5 separate regions of the Mus musculus genome follow, and all the other regions are linked to region 1. A link is a contact called in public HiChIP or PLAC-seq data. All regions are on one chromosome and are shown on one strand. The core of a region is the stretch at or near the end of the contact, and the rest is flanking DNA. Distances in the headings are between cores, read along the strand shown.

The links. HiChIP or PLAC-seq counts read pairs in DNA pulled down with a chosen protein or histone mark.
Region 2: a contact with region 1 is called in an H3K27ac HiChIP or PLAC-seq map of extraembryonic endoderm stem cells. The contact joins two enhancer-like sites. A contact is called at or near these places in 2 of 115 datasets of contacts at active chromatin or transcription factors (extraembryonic endoderm stem cells and pancreatic cancer cells).
Region 3: an HNF4G HiChIP or PLAC-seq map of pancreatic cancer cells shows a contact between it and region 1. The contact joins two enhancer-like sites. A contact is called at or near these places in 1 of 484 Hi-C or Micro-C datasets (extraembryonic endoderm stem cells) and 3 of 115 datasets of contacts at active chromatin or transcription factors (extraembryonic endoderm stem cells, pancreatic cancer cells and trophoblast stem cells).
Region 4: an H3K27ac HiChIP or PLAC-seq map of extraembryonic endoderm stem cells shows a contact between it and region 1. The contact joins two enhancer-like sites. A contact is called at or near these places in 2 of 484 Hi-C or Micro-C datasets (the F1.1 cell line and extraembryonic endoderm stem cells) and 3 of 115 datasets of contacts at active chromatin or transcription factors (extraembryonic endoderm stem cells, pancreatic cancer cells and trophoblast stem cells).
Region 5: a contact with region 1 is called in a FOXA1 HiChIP or PLAC-seq map of pancreatic cancer cells. The contact joins two enhancer-like sites. A contact is called at or near these places in 1 of 484 Hi-C or Micro-C datasets (the F1.1 cell line) and 3 of 115 datasets of contacts at active chromatin or transcription factors (extraembryonic endoderm stem cells, pancreatic cancer cells and trophoblast stem cells).

What each region holds. Positions count from the first base shown.
Region 1 is chr13:31,206,555-31,209,196 of GRCm38.p6, reverse strand. No RefSeq gene overlaps it. Among named protein-coding and RNA genes, the nearest start is that of 4930401O12Rik, 33 kb to the left of the region's middle. Within about 2 kb of position 1,291, at least 23 of the 459 cell types and tissues checked have an H3K27ac peak or open chromatin away from gene starts, as enhancers often do. A contact at or near this core is called in extraembryonic endoderm stem cells and pancreatic cancer cells, where this site is marked.
Region 2 is chr13:31,529,993-31,532,634 of GRCm38.p6, reverse strand. No RefSeq gene overlaps it. Among named protein-coding and RNA genes, the nearest start is that of Foxq1, 27 kb to the left of the region's middle. Within about 2 kb of position 1,289, at least 30 of the 459 cell types and tissues checked have an H3K27ac peak or open chromatin away from gene starts, as enhancers often do. A contact at or near this core is called in extraembryonic endoderm stem cells and pancreatic cancer cells, where this site is marked.
Region 3 is chr13:31,505,366-31,508,007 of GRCm38.p6, reverse strand. No RefSeq gene overlaps it. Among named protein-coding and RNA genes, the nearest start is that of Foxq1, 51 kb to the left of the region's middle. Within about 2 kb of position 1,352, at least 45 of the 459 cell types and tissues checked have an H3K27ac peak or open chromatin away from gene starts, as enhancers often do. A contact at or near this core is called in pancreatic cancer cells, where this site is marked.
Region 4 is chr13:31,485,267-31,487,908 of GRCm38.p6, reverse strand. No RefSeq gene overlaps it. Among named protein-coding and RNA genes, the nearest start is that of Gm23351, 59 kb to the right of the region's middle. Within about 2 kb of position 1,313, at least 6 of the 459 cell types and tissues checked have an H3K27ac peak or open chromatin away from gene starts, as enhancers often do. A contact at or near this core is called in extraembryonic endoderm stem cells, where this site is marked.
Region 5 is chr13:31,467,038-31,469,679 of GRCm38.p6, reverse strand. No RefSeq gene overlaps it. Among named protein-coding and RNA genes, the nearest start is that of Gm23351, 41 kb to the right of the region's middle. Within about 2 kb of position 1,354, at least 24 of the 459 cell types and tissues checked have an H3K27ac peak or open chromatin away from gene starts, as enhancers often do. A contact at or near this core is called in pancreatic cancer cells, where this site is marked.

The sequences.
Region 1 (2,642 bases), core at 42-2,541:
CTGAAGCTACTATGTGGCTTCCTGATTGTGTGGCTTCCTAAGGTTTCACTGTTGAAAGTTTCCAGAGTCTGGCCTAGGAAAAGCACAGACGAAGTGGACCCGTGGGTCCAAGATTGTCCAGATGGAAATGCAGGAAGCCATACAAGAGTCTGATGGTGGGGGAAAGTCATGGCATTGAGCATCAGGACCAATATTCTGGCTTTGGGATCTACAGCCTAGTTGTGAGGTTTCAGGTGACTTAGTTTGTTTTCTCAAACTGTATCTGTTTCCCAAGTATCTATGTGCTCTTACTTAGGAAGCTAGATGGTCCCTCTGGTCCTAGGAGGAGCCTCGGTGGGGAACAGGAACCAGGCCACTACTCTCAGTAAAGCTCTGCAGTAACAGAGAACACAGCGATAACAGAAGCTGGGAGAATAAGAAAACATGTAGAAACTGTCCTGGGGTTTTTCCAGTACATTCATCAGCTAAAAAAATAAAAATAAAAAATAGATTTAATCTTTCCTAATTAGAGTAAATATTTGAATCAGAGTGGACAGAAGGGTCCCACGCATAGAAAGGAGTTTACGCAGTTCCCAACTCATGCAAACATTCCATGAGCTATTGAATATACTTACTGAAGAACAGGTCTATGAAGTGAGAGCCTATTACAACTTTTTTTTTCCATAAGGAAAACTTGTAGTGAGTCCTAGAGTGGCCCGCACTTGGGTTCTACTTTGAAGCCCCAGCTTAGTCCTTGCCTGTCTGAGTGACATGAAATTAGATGCTAAAAAATTGAATTATTATTTATTGGTTCACATGTTTCCTTCTCACCTATGTTTCAACCCAGAGGATACTTGTTTATATTTCTGTTCCCCGGTTATGATACACATTCCAATCAGGCGTTCAGGAAATGTTTTACAAATAAAATATCTAAGGGGAGGGGGTAAACCAAAGTTTCATGAGCTTAGTGAATTAAAGAGGTTGGGGTAGCTTATAACATGGAGGTGACAACTCTGCAGTCTGAAACACATTAAAAGTAAGAGTCTTAAAAATCACCCCATTTCCAGCAAGACAGGCTCTGAGATAGTAGAGCCTGCTTCTTCCCTTTAGGTCCCCAGTGAGGCTCTGTGATATCAGAGATAACTACGTCAGAGCAGTCTGGAAGAAAGGGAAAATAACAACTTGGCATGCAGAAACCGCCTGGTTTTTTTCCAACTCGTTCATCAGTAAAAATCTCTCCCCATTCCTAGGCTGGAGTAAAGTGATGAAACCAAGTCTTAAGTCACCCAGGTCTCTCTCTGTTCCTGGAGAGAAGCCAGAGGAGGGAGCAGCAGCCAGAGCTCAAGACACTGCTGTCCTCTTGTGGCCTGCCAGATGCTGTGCTCTCAAATCCACTCAAGAAACCAGAAGCCGCCGGCCTCCCTGGAGCCCAGAAAGCTGCCTTAGAAATGGGGCTTCAAAAAAAAAAAAGAAAAAGAAAAAGAAATGGGGCTTCTTTTCCCAAAGGGCTGAGAGTGAAGAATATCTATGCATGGAACACTGCCCAGCAGGTATTTCTTGCCCAGACTGGGCACGGGTGGATGGAAAGAACCGTTCCTGAGAAGGAAGGCGGCTGCATCTTTGAGTGGAATTTCCCCACCTCTTAGTGCTAGTAGAACTAGCACTAAGTTCAGTCCTTTTGCACAGCACAGTGTATACTGGTGTATTCACTAGGGAGTAATGGGCATTGTTGGTCAGTGAACAAGCTAGAGAAAATAGTGTGTCTCACCTTAACATCTCATGGAATAGAAACAAGTAGCTGAACCAGTCTAGATCCAAACTTCCTTCTTCTAAACTCAGAACTACAGAGCAGCTAATAGTCTACCCTGTCTGACTGTGAGTCCCTTATACTGAGTTTAATAAAGATGTACTTATTTTGTCATGCATTCACTTAACAAACAGCATCAAGTACCAATCATATGCAGGTTGCCTCAGGGACTCATCATATAGGACCACCCTGCACTCTTAGAGTTAGGGCTTGTGTTGTTAGATATCAGAGTTGGGACCCATCTTTCAATATGAAATTCATTCATGTGTCACAGCCCGAGGTAATTTATATAACATTTCCAATGTGCCCGTGTCTGACAGTCATCTATCACTTGAGGTAAAGTATGGAATTTTCCATTTGTGTCATCTTAGTGATGCTAATTTCTAGTTTCAAAAACTCCAGTTGGGGAGTTTCTTGTAATGAGTGCTGCGCACAGAGCAAGCTAAATGTTCTGCATTTTCTAATCCAGGGAGCAAGCTTACTTGCCTAACTCTGGGTCTAACAGCAAAGTCTTTTGTGCCACAGAGAACTCCTTGCTTCAAGGTCCTGTCTGCCTGGCAAGCAGCTCATGAAGGATAGATCCAACAAACACGCTGATGCTCTCCATGCCATAAGAACCCCATTTGAAGACTCCACAAGAATATGTAAAAAGTAGAATCAGTAGGAGAAATACATGAGATTTTCAAAGAACTGTAAGAATATCCAGAAAGATCATAGATACAATCATATGTTTGTATAGACCAGAGGCCTGGACCCCACCCCTAGGGTAGCACAGGGAACTGCAGGTGTTCCCTACCCACCAGTCGCTGCCCATCAGGGAGACACTCCCATGAACCTAAAGTTAGGGGACAATCTA
Region 2 (2,642 bases), core at 40-2,539, 320 kb before region 1:
TTTGCATGAATCTCAGCAAGCATTCATGTTCAGTCTGGACTACTTCAGTGTGATTTCATGTTACCCACTTACTGCCATATTTTGTGTTACAATGAGTGAAAAGGGCCCTTAGGAGCAAGTAATGACTATATCCACAGTGATTACTGTGACTCATAAATTTACATTTAAACACTTACAATGTAATACACAGTAAGAATTTAGATTTTAAGTACAGATTAACTGTGTTACATAAAATCCTGAGAAAAGTTCTGTGGCTATTGTCTGGGGACCTGAGAGCAGGGCCTTTTGTGGCTTCCTTCCTTTAAGAGTGTAGGTGTTCTGGAACTTAAGGTAGTTTGCTTAGAACAACAATGTTTTACAAAATTTTTGCTTCCAGCATTCAGGAAGCAGAAGGCACTGGCGACCGAGATTCACAGAGTTTCCGAGAGTCAGCTTCAAGTGATCTGAGTTGTGGCCAAAGAGGGCTCTGTGTCCTCCCAGAATACCCTGATCTTCTGATCTGTGTTAGAAATAGCAGGAATTGTGTGGGGGAGGAAACCCTACTAAATGCAGTCAGTCATTTGAAAAAAAAATGTGCCTTGTCATTAGCGGGGAGAGTGTGTCGTTGTGACTGTTTCTATTGCTTCAGCAAAGAGACAGATGCCCTGGCTGGTAGAGTTCTGGGTTCTGTGTGGGCCAGAAGATTGATGGAGTTTTCATTAGTATTTAATGGTGCAGAACAAAAGCCAGAAATAGGCCCTGAGAAACCAGAACAGAAACGAGACGGATTGGACCGTTTGCTTATTCAGCTGCAAAATGTCCTGCCTTCTATTGTGGTCACCCCCCACCCAGGGCGAAATGTGGTGTGGAGGACAGGAATGCCCCAGACTGCGGAGTAGCCTCTGTTGTCCCACTAATCAGCATGACTCGGCAGATGACAAATATTTAATTTAGGGAAAAAGCAGTAGTCCACAGTGTTACTGATATCAGGCAGCAACAAGATTAGTAACAATCCTTCCTGGTAGTAGCTAGAAGCCCAAATTAACAATGGGCCCAACCCAAAACATTTGTCCCCCCCCTCCCCCCCAACAAGGTGAAAGGAAACAACCCAGACTGACTATGGTTGTGCCTCTAAGCCGGAAAGACCTAGGCTCCTGCTTTCTGGTCTACTTCCCATATATCCCAATCCAGATTGGATGCTTGAGCTACAGTCAACTTGTCCACATTCCAGACAGCAGGAGGGGAAAACAGATAAGAGCAGAGTATCGGATTTTTGTACAGAATATTTCCCAGGGTTCGCAGTCAACAGTCCTTTGTTTATCTTAAACATGAGTTGGGCAACTGCTCTTAAGGTTACTGTCCTTGTTTGCATATCTCTGTGTCACTCCACCGCGTATCTCCTCATTCATCTGCTTAATTCATTTAACTAACTATGAATAGACTTCTTTCCCCAGGTGAGCTGTAAGAGGCACAAGTCAGATGTCTTTGCTGCTTTGGTGTGGGCTACTCCAACTAAACACCATACCCAGTGGCCTATTAACAAGAGAGTTGTATTGCCCAGAACCCTAAGGCTCGTTACAGTGTGGTCTATGTCCAGTACAGTGAGGGCTTGCTCCCCAATATACAGGCTGCCTTCTTCTTTTCACAGAATGGAAAGAAGGCATGAGAGCTCACTAGAGTCCCTATTATAAGGCTCAACTAGTAAGGTTCCATTCTCATGACTATCACCTCCCAAGGTGGCCTTCCCTGATATCACCTCAATGAAGACTAGCAAGTTAGTAACATGGATTTTAGGGTACTGCAGACATCTTGTCCAGAGCCCCCTTCATGGGAAACAACTTCTGGGTGAGATTCAACAGTATGCAAATGTGTGTTTAGTAGTTCATAACACATGCTCTGAGCAAACATTCCAGGTTTGGCTCCATGACAGATGATTGGATGGACAAACGGAACCAGTCTTTTCAAAAGTAGCTTAGCAAGGTCCCCACAGGGACTCATGTCCCAGCTTTAGGACCCAAAGCATAAAATCATTAGAGGCATTCTTAAAGGAACAACCTGTTAGCCTGTTTCTAGAGGTGACAGGTGAGAAAGTTCCTGCAGCCACACTGAGCTATCCTTAGCCTGTCTGCTGATGTGCAGGTTTCCCTGGGTGGTGAATGTGTCCAAAGCAATATTCATAACACATTATTCTTAACACAATAAGAATAATAAGCAATAAGAATAAGCAATATTCTTAACACATTAAGAACAAGTCTCTTACTGTTAGAGTTAATAAGCCTCATGTTTCTGGATACAGGAGTGAGTGAGGTCCTGTTCAAGTCTGACTAGTGCATGCTGGCTGTTATGTTCAGAGTCTGGTGTGAGGAATCAAGAAGGGAGAATCATCCATGAATCCTTGAAGATACTGTGGGCATAAATGTGTATAGCTTCCGTGAAGTGTGTAATCAGTGTGAGATTGGAACATCCAAGAAGGAGTGGCCTGGCAGGTGGGGAAAGGACACACTGTCATTTCTAACCAGATACAGGGGGATGAGAGGCAGGCCAGCTCTGAGCCTGGACAATAGCATCTCCTTTGGGTTATGATTATACTGGGATCGTGTAGATGGTTCCAGAAGATGTGAACCGGTGTGTAGGAACATGAAGCAGAGGGTCTTACCTTTCAC
Region 3 (2,642 bases), core at 103-2,602, 300 kb before region 1:
ATTCCTGCACAAACATCATGACCAAGAAGCAGTTGAGGAGGGAAGGGTTTATTCAGCATACATTTCCACACTGCTGTTACCACCAAAGAAAGTCAGAAAGCAGGAGCTGATGCAGAGGCCATGGGCGGATGTTCTTTACTGTCTTGCTTCCCCTGGCTTGCTCAGTCTGCTCTCTTATAGAACCCAAGACTAGCAGCCCAGAGATGGCACCACCCACAAGGGGATCTTCCCCTTTGATCACTAATTGAGAAAATGCCTTACAGCTGGATCTCATGGAGGCATCTCCCCAGCTGAAGCTCCTTTCTCTGTGATAATTCCAGCCTGTGTCAAGTTGACACAAAACTAGCCAGTAGAGCCAGTACAGGGACCAAGTTTATACTTAAGGCCACATGCCTCCTTTCCTTCCGACTAACTCAAGTGACATCTTTGCCAGGAGTCACCAAACTCCACTGGTGTCTTATTTGTTTAAAGTCCTTGTATTTAGTTTTCTTTTCTTTCTTTCTTTCTTTTTTTTTTTTTTTTTTTTTTTTTTTTTTTTTTTTTTTTTTTTTTTTTTGTTTTTCGAGGCTGGGTTTCTCTGCATAGCCCTGGTTGTCCTGGAACTCACTTTGTAGACCAGGCTGGCCTCAAACTCAGAAATCCACCTGCCTCTGCCTCCCAAGTGCTGGGATTAAAGGCGTGCACCACCACCGCCCAGCTGTATTTTTGTTGTATTTAGTTTTCTATTAGTACGTTATTTTCTAACCAAGACATCTGCCTGGGAGTACAAATTAAGGATGGAGAGAGCTCAGTATTGAGAAAGCACTGGCCTCAATGTCCAGTGTCAGAAAAAAAAGAAAGAAAGAAAAATTATCATAACCTCACTTCTTTAACAGAGGGTTGAGAACAAAACCCCACACCTCATCAATCGTGAACATTCTACTGACAGCCAATGAAAAGATGATCTATTCATCCTCAAAATTTCACCAACAGATTACTTAAGAAGCCAGAATTTCCAGTTCAGCACGGGACTTCCCACAGATTCTATCCAGACGCTGCCTCTGTGCACTATGTAAACAGCAAACGATAAGGAAGAGAAACAGTTCCTCTTTCCTTGTTGAGCAACCAAGCAACGCAAAAAGTGATGATTTTTGTTTAGAAAGAAAATAAAAGAGAGTGGCATTTGGGCAGGGAATGATGTGAGAGTTGCCCAAGTCCCCTCTGCATTCCAACCTGGGCTCCTATGTCCAGCTCTAGATCACTGGCCATGGCTTTTGTGGCAGTTCTCTGCCAGGTCAGCCCACTGTTGAGGCCAGAGAACCTGATTGTACATGGAAACCCTTTGGCAAACCGCAAGTTTCTGCAGGCCACACCCAGGGAGGCAGCGGGAGCTGGTGAACAGGAGACCAGACCGAACACTGTAATAACACAATGCAGTGTGTAATTAAGCAATTCCTGTGATCTCAGACCAAGGATGTTTGTTATTGTTTTGACCTTCTTCACCTATGTGTCAGCTGGAGGCCTGGCTAAAGCTGTCCTAACGCTGAATCTACACAAACAACTCCCTCTCACCCTCAGCTCACCTTTCTGGTACAGAGCCAAGAGTTCTCTGCTACTTTATACACAGAGGCTCAGAACAAGGTGCCTGGGTTCCGTGGCTACTGCCATCTATTCTATTGTCTCTGATTCCAGGCCAGGCATAGAAAAAGCAGAGGTGAGCATGGCATGCCAGCTCCGGGGTGGACTCTTGGATTCACACCCTAGCTCTTCCACTTGGCTGTGTGACCTCACCTGTTCAAGCTTCTTGACCTCTCTGAGCCTTCATTTCTCTGGCATGTTATAAAGGAGTTGATATTGATGCCTCCATCATAGTATTACTCTACAGTCGTGTGTGATGCTCTACAGCAAGAATCATAAAGTCTTCTGCTGACACTGGGCTTCAGCTCTTCCAGATAAGTAACTGAACTGTGTTTGGATGTAACAAACTTCACCATACAGACTTATTTTCAAAATGGAGTCCTGGCTGTTGCCTCCTACACAGAAGGACAGATCTGTGCATCCCGGAGGCACGGAACACAGAAGGAAGTGGATGGAATTCAGGGAGCCCCGGTACCTATACTTTTTGAACTTTCTCCTTGTTCACAGCATTTGAGCCTTGGTAGGCTGAGCTACTGGGAACTCTGGTGGAATCTGCTCAGGTCTTAAGGACACTCTCTGTGTCTTTGTGTAGGGAGGGGAAGTGGTTCTAGGATTCCCGTGGACACCAAACCTTCTAGAAAATGACATAGTTTGGGAAACTCACACACTTTACTTCCCGTCTTGCTTGTCACTCATCTCCGTATCGGTGAAAAGCAAGGGAACAACACTTAACCTGAATTGCATTGGAGTGCAGGCTGAGAAAGACTGCGCATGCGTGGGACAGAGGCATTTTTCTTCTCTTCAGTGGTTTTGATCTGGGGTTTGGGGGAGCCTTGAGTGTGGTTGGGCCCTTTGATGTGGAGTACTGATTCTGTTCTTACCGTCATCACCTGCTAACTTTTCTGGCATTTGAGGAGGCAGCAAAGCATCGGTGTTCATGGCGAGAATCTGGCTTTGCTCCATATTTTGCAGCCTGACCTTCCTTGAGCTAATTTGTCCCTCGGTTTCCTGCTCTATGAGACAGA
Region 4 (2,642 bases), core at 64-2,563, 280 kb before region 1:
TGCTACTGTGATGGTCAGTCTTCTTTGCCATTTGGATTGGAACTGGTATCTGATCTGTTGACAAATATCCTCAGGGTGCCTACTGCTGTCTGATCAGTCCCAGTTTCAGAGAAGAAAGTTCCGTGTTTCCATGTCGGCACAGAAGCATGTCCTCTCTGTCGCTTCCCAGTTCCCACCATGGACAAGGAAATCAGCAGGGCATAGACACTTAGCTGAGAGGAGCAAGAAGCAACTTGTGGGTGCTCTTCCCCTCCAGTGGAAAGGAGCAGAGTGGGGCAAACCCTGGTGGATCATGGGCTTATATAGAAAGCAGGCCTCTAGAAACTTCAGTGGGAAGTTATGCACAATCCCTGCTGTCCTTACTCTGAGAAAGGTGGGTGAATTTCATGCTGGAAATACTCAGAAGGCCACCATCCAGCTGTGATCTTGCAAGGGTAGAAAGTGAGTTATGCAAAGGTGGCAGACGGTGGCCCTGGGCATTGTTTCACCAAGGACTCTCTGAAGAGTCATCAACAGAGCAGGCGTGCTCTTGCTCCATTCCTCTTATCCAAGCTTTAAAGGCTTGGGTTCCCGTGACCATCCAATTAACTGCAGATAAAGGTGCTAGATAGCGAAAGAACAAACTTGCTGTCTGCTACTTGACAATGGTCATTGTATACTTAGATCCTGAGACCTGGAAGGCTAAGTTCTAATGAAATACAAGGACAGAGTGACCGGACATTAACTAGGAAGAGACAAGTATGGCCAGGCCACAGCCACCTGGCTGACTTCCCATCTATGCTGTTAGTCTGCAACACTCTAGGAAGTTGGTTCTTTCTTCCTGGGTTCCCAATGAAGACTGCTATCTGCTGTATGCTTTTTTTTCTTTTTAAATTAAAATATTTTCCCCCAGCACTGAGGATGGAAAGTAAGGCTTGATGCATGCTACCACTGAGCTATGTCCTCAGCCTTCTTACTGGTTACTCTGAGATAGTCTTGCTATACTTTTCAAGGCCTTTAATTTGCAATTCTCCTGCCTTAGGCTCTAGCAAGTTGTATGAAATGTGAATTCCTGGTGGGATTTTAGCTCTTTGTTCTGAGTTCAGTCAACAGCATGTGTAGGACTTTCTGCTTGCCCAGTTGGTGATGGTTGACCATAGTGAAAAGCTCTTTCCTAGTGAGATCTATTCTAGATGTTACTCTGCTGATGGCTTAAAAAATGGCATAGGGCTGAGCTTGTGTATGAGGCTTCTTAAACACACAGATTACAGAGTGATTACATTGTTCTTTGGAAGTCAGAGAAGCTGGCTAGGACTAGCGTGCTGACAAGAGTGTCAGGATTACACAAGGATGACATTGTAAGCGATGTAATCCTCAGGCTTTGCCAGCCTGTGGGCCAGGTTCATTCTGCAGTTTGCAAAGACCTTTGTACCTGCCTTGTCTTCATGTAATCCATATATTCACAATGGTCTCTGAATGTGACAACCAGCGTCTCTCTGCACCCTTCCCTACATGCTGCAAAGTAATGTCTAGGGTAAGGATAGGCTAGCCTTATTTGTTTCTTTTGATACCCTGTGGCTGAATTCACACTACTTTGCACATAGAGACTTGTCTATTAATAACTGTGGCTTGAAATTTGCACTCTTTTGTTAAAAGCACTGAACAGTGAGTATGTTCAGGCAAGCTTGTCCTCCCAGGGTTTAGTCTTGTGGAAAGTGTAGGGGAAACAGTGGCCTCCAAGGTAGCCTTCTTCAGGTTGGTGAAGTGGGATGATACTGTACCACAGGCTGTGTGTTTCTGGGAAAAAGCTAGCCCTTCCTGCGATGAGTTGTTATCTCTCCCATGGCTCACAGGAGTCACTCTATGAGCCACTAATTGGGGTGAGAGATGAGACCTGGAAGGATTATTACGCCTGAGTGACCCACTGGGAGGTTTGCCCTCAGGAGACATTTAACAACATCTGGAACAAGGAAGGTATTGTGTGGATTAGAGGACAGAGGCCCACCGTCCTACTGAACATCTTATAGAACACAGGACAGTGCCATGCTCCCCTTTCTCTTCCCATCTTGGCAGGGCCCGTTGTGGCATAACACTATATACTCATTTGCCTGCTGGTTCTGTCTTTCTCTGTCCTCTGAATATCAGTGACAGAGAGTAGAGGACTTATCTCTTATCCACATCCCCCTAGTGTCTGGACAAGGACAGGTACAGAGTGGGAGCTTGTGAGGTGCTCAGAGTAGCTAGTAGTATTTAGTACTGCCCTTTTGTATGTGCAAAGAAGACACTTGGGCCCAGCACTTTGATTCTACCCACCCTGAGATGACAATACCTTCTGAGACAGTCTTAAGAAATTTGTTGCTAAGTGGCTTTCAGTAGTTCCTTTTTTAACACTTAGAAAGAGGGTTTTGGGGAGTCTGATAAAGTGTTCTCATGTCTCAGAGACCTTGGTGCTTACCTGATGTGGTTTTCATACAGTTGTGTGGTCTTGAGTCATCATTGCCATCTCTCAGGAGCCCAGCATCATCTAGTGCCATAGTAGGTCATCTCTAACATCTCTGTCTTCTCTAATCACCAATTGGCTTCTTGCTCTGATTACATGTCTTCAGGACAGAATGTTGAAAACATTATGGAACTGCCGACCCATGGTGAGATTTCTGTGTTAG
Region 5 (2,642 bases), core at 105-2,604, 260 kb before region 1:
GGAGGGACCTGAGTGGGAGATAAAAGAGGGAAGGGAAAGGGGGAACAGGATTGCCTAGGTATTGGGGCGGGGGGAAAGGAGAGAAGCCCAGAGGGCAAGGAGAATGAATAGAAATATGCAACCCCATGGGTGGGGTGGGGAGGTCGGGGTGGGAGATCCTCTGGAAAGTATTAGTGACCTGGAAGGTAAGAGACTCTCAGGACTCAATGGGGGTGACCTTAGCCAAAATACCCAACAATGGGGAGAGGCAACTTGAAGAGTTCACCTTCAGTATAGACAAGTCATCAAGTGGAGGGATGGGGTTACCAGCCCACAGTCAAAATTGCTAGCCCAGGATTGTTCCTGACTAAAAGAACTGCAGGGATAAAACAGAAAAGAGAGACTAAAGGAAAGGCAGCCCAGTGACCAGCTCAACTTGGGATCCATCCCATGGGGTAGGCCCCAAGGCCTGACACTATTACTTATGTGCTTACAGACAGGAGCCTAGCATGGCTGTCCTCTGAGAGGCCCTGGAAGCAGCTGACTGAGACAGATGCAGACGCTTATACCCAACCATTGGATTGAAATCGGAGACTACTGTGGTTGAATTAGGGGAAGGATTGAAGAAGCTGAAGGGGAGAGCAACCCCATAGGAAAACCATCAGTCTAAGCTAACCTGGATCTCCCTCCCGAACCCCCCCCCCCCCCCCCAGAGACTGAGCCACCAACCAAGCAGCACACCCAGGCTGGTCAGAGGCCTCCAGCACATATATAGCAGAGGACTGCCTGGTCTGGCCTCGTGGGAGAAGAATGTGTCTAATCCTCGAGAGACTTAAGGCCCCAGGGAAGGGGGATGCCTGGTGGTAGGGAGCACCCTCTCAGAGGCAAGGGGGAGGAGCGATGGGATGAGGAACTGTGGGAGGGGGGACTAGGAGGGGGTCAATGGCTGGAATGTAAAGAAATAAAATAATTTAAAAAAGGGGGGGAGAGAGTAAAGGAAAACGTGAGAGATCCGCCTTCATGAAGAGGAAATATGGGTCCAGACAGAATCTGGAAGCTGGGATGTTTAGTTGGAACACATTGATCATCTTAAAAGGTATGCTGGAAAATGTGTAAGAACAACTCTGAGGGAAGAGGACCTGTGAGGCCCCATTCATCTGTCAGCCCATCTTGATGGTGTTAATCTGGCCAGGTTGAAGTCACTGCTATCATGGGCTAGAAGCAGAGTTGAGAGCGCAGCCTCTCAGCTAACTTAGCTGCTTTATTTCCCAGAGAAGATCCAGGTAAGCCCCCGGTTCCTACTCTCACAGACAGCCAGACCTTTTAGGGCAGTGGACATTGCTGGGTGTGGGTCTGACAATGGCATGAACCACTTGATGGGCAAGTTTCACAGACACATTCCTGTGGTTCCTTGGTTGTTTTGAGAGACTTAGTCACAGCTCTAAGTTTCTAATTACAGGGTTTAGCTTTTATTTTTAAAAACAATGTGGTCTTGAAGTAGGTAACCTCTTCAGCATTTGCACTCGAACTGTGGGCTCCATCCTCCAAAGCCTCTGTACATACAGCCTGCAAAGACAGACACATAAAAGATTTTTAATCAAAGGGCTAGTAAGCTTTAATTCCTTTATAAGAAAGGGTTAAGATGAGATGAAGGTGGCCATTTAAGGGTTGTTGTCCTAGAAGTCCCATTTTGAGTCTCAGTTCGGTTCCTATCCAAGAAATCTATTACATTTTAATAAGATTTATTTGCCTAGCATATCTCATGTTAAAATAAGACCAAAATATAAAACATGGTTTCTATACATTACATGGTTTACTGCTGTACAGGGAGATTGTCTTTTTGTCCTTTTCACAGTACTTATAAAGAATAATGAGAACAAATGTCAGAGCGAGCCAGGTTGCTAGCCACAGAGTGATGCCAGCTTCATTTGGATTGAATTATTAGAGTCCAGCTGTCCATTTAGCAGGAGACCGCACATGTGCATTCCACTAGATGCTTAGGTGTGCCTTTTTAGCAGGGCCTCTGGAAGAAATAGCAGAGGTTCTTGAGGGCAGGCAAGGTCCCTCACTACGTGTACAATGCAGAAGGAACAACGTTTCAATGACAAGCTGCAGTTGGCCGAGAACAGCCTCAGTTCCCAACGTCTCTCAGTATCTTGGGTTTATATGTGTTTGGGAGTCCTACAGTTGAGGGCAATAACTCCTGTATGTTTCCACTAAGGTATGACATCTCATAATCTCAGGGCAGAGTTCTGCTCCTTTTACTTGGCAGTCAGTTAGTAGGTGCTCTTGCACTAACTGATAACTAGGATCATCAACTATAAAAGAGGAAAGGTTCATGTTGGCTTACAGTTTCAGAAGTTCCAGTCCATGGTCAGTTGACCTGATTGCTTCTGGCCATATGGTGGGCCAGAACATCATGGGAGAGCATGCTAGGGTGTGGGAGAAATGGAAGGGGAGAAGGTAAGAGAGAGCACTAGGGTCTCACAATCTCTGATGACCTAAGCCCACCAAGCCCTACTTCTTAAACTGCCTTACATCCTTGTAACACCAAATCACACATTAAGCTTTCAACACATGGACCTTTGGGACCCAAAGGTCACACATAAGAGCCAAAATACAGCAATTCTCATGCAACAGACTAAGTGTTTAGCATCATTTCA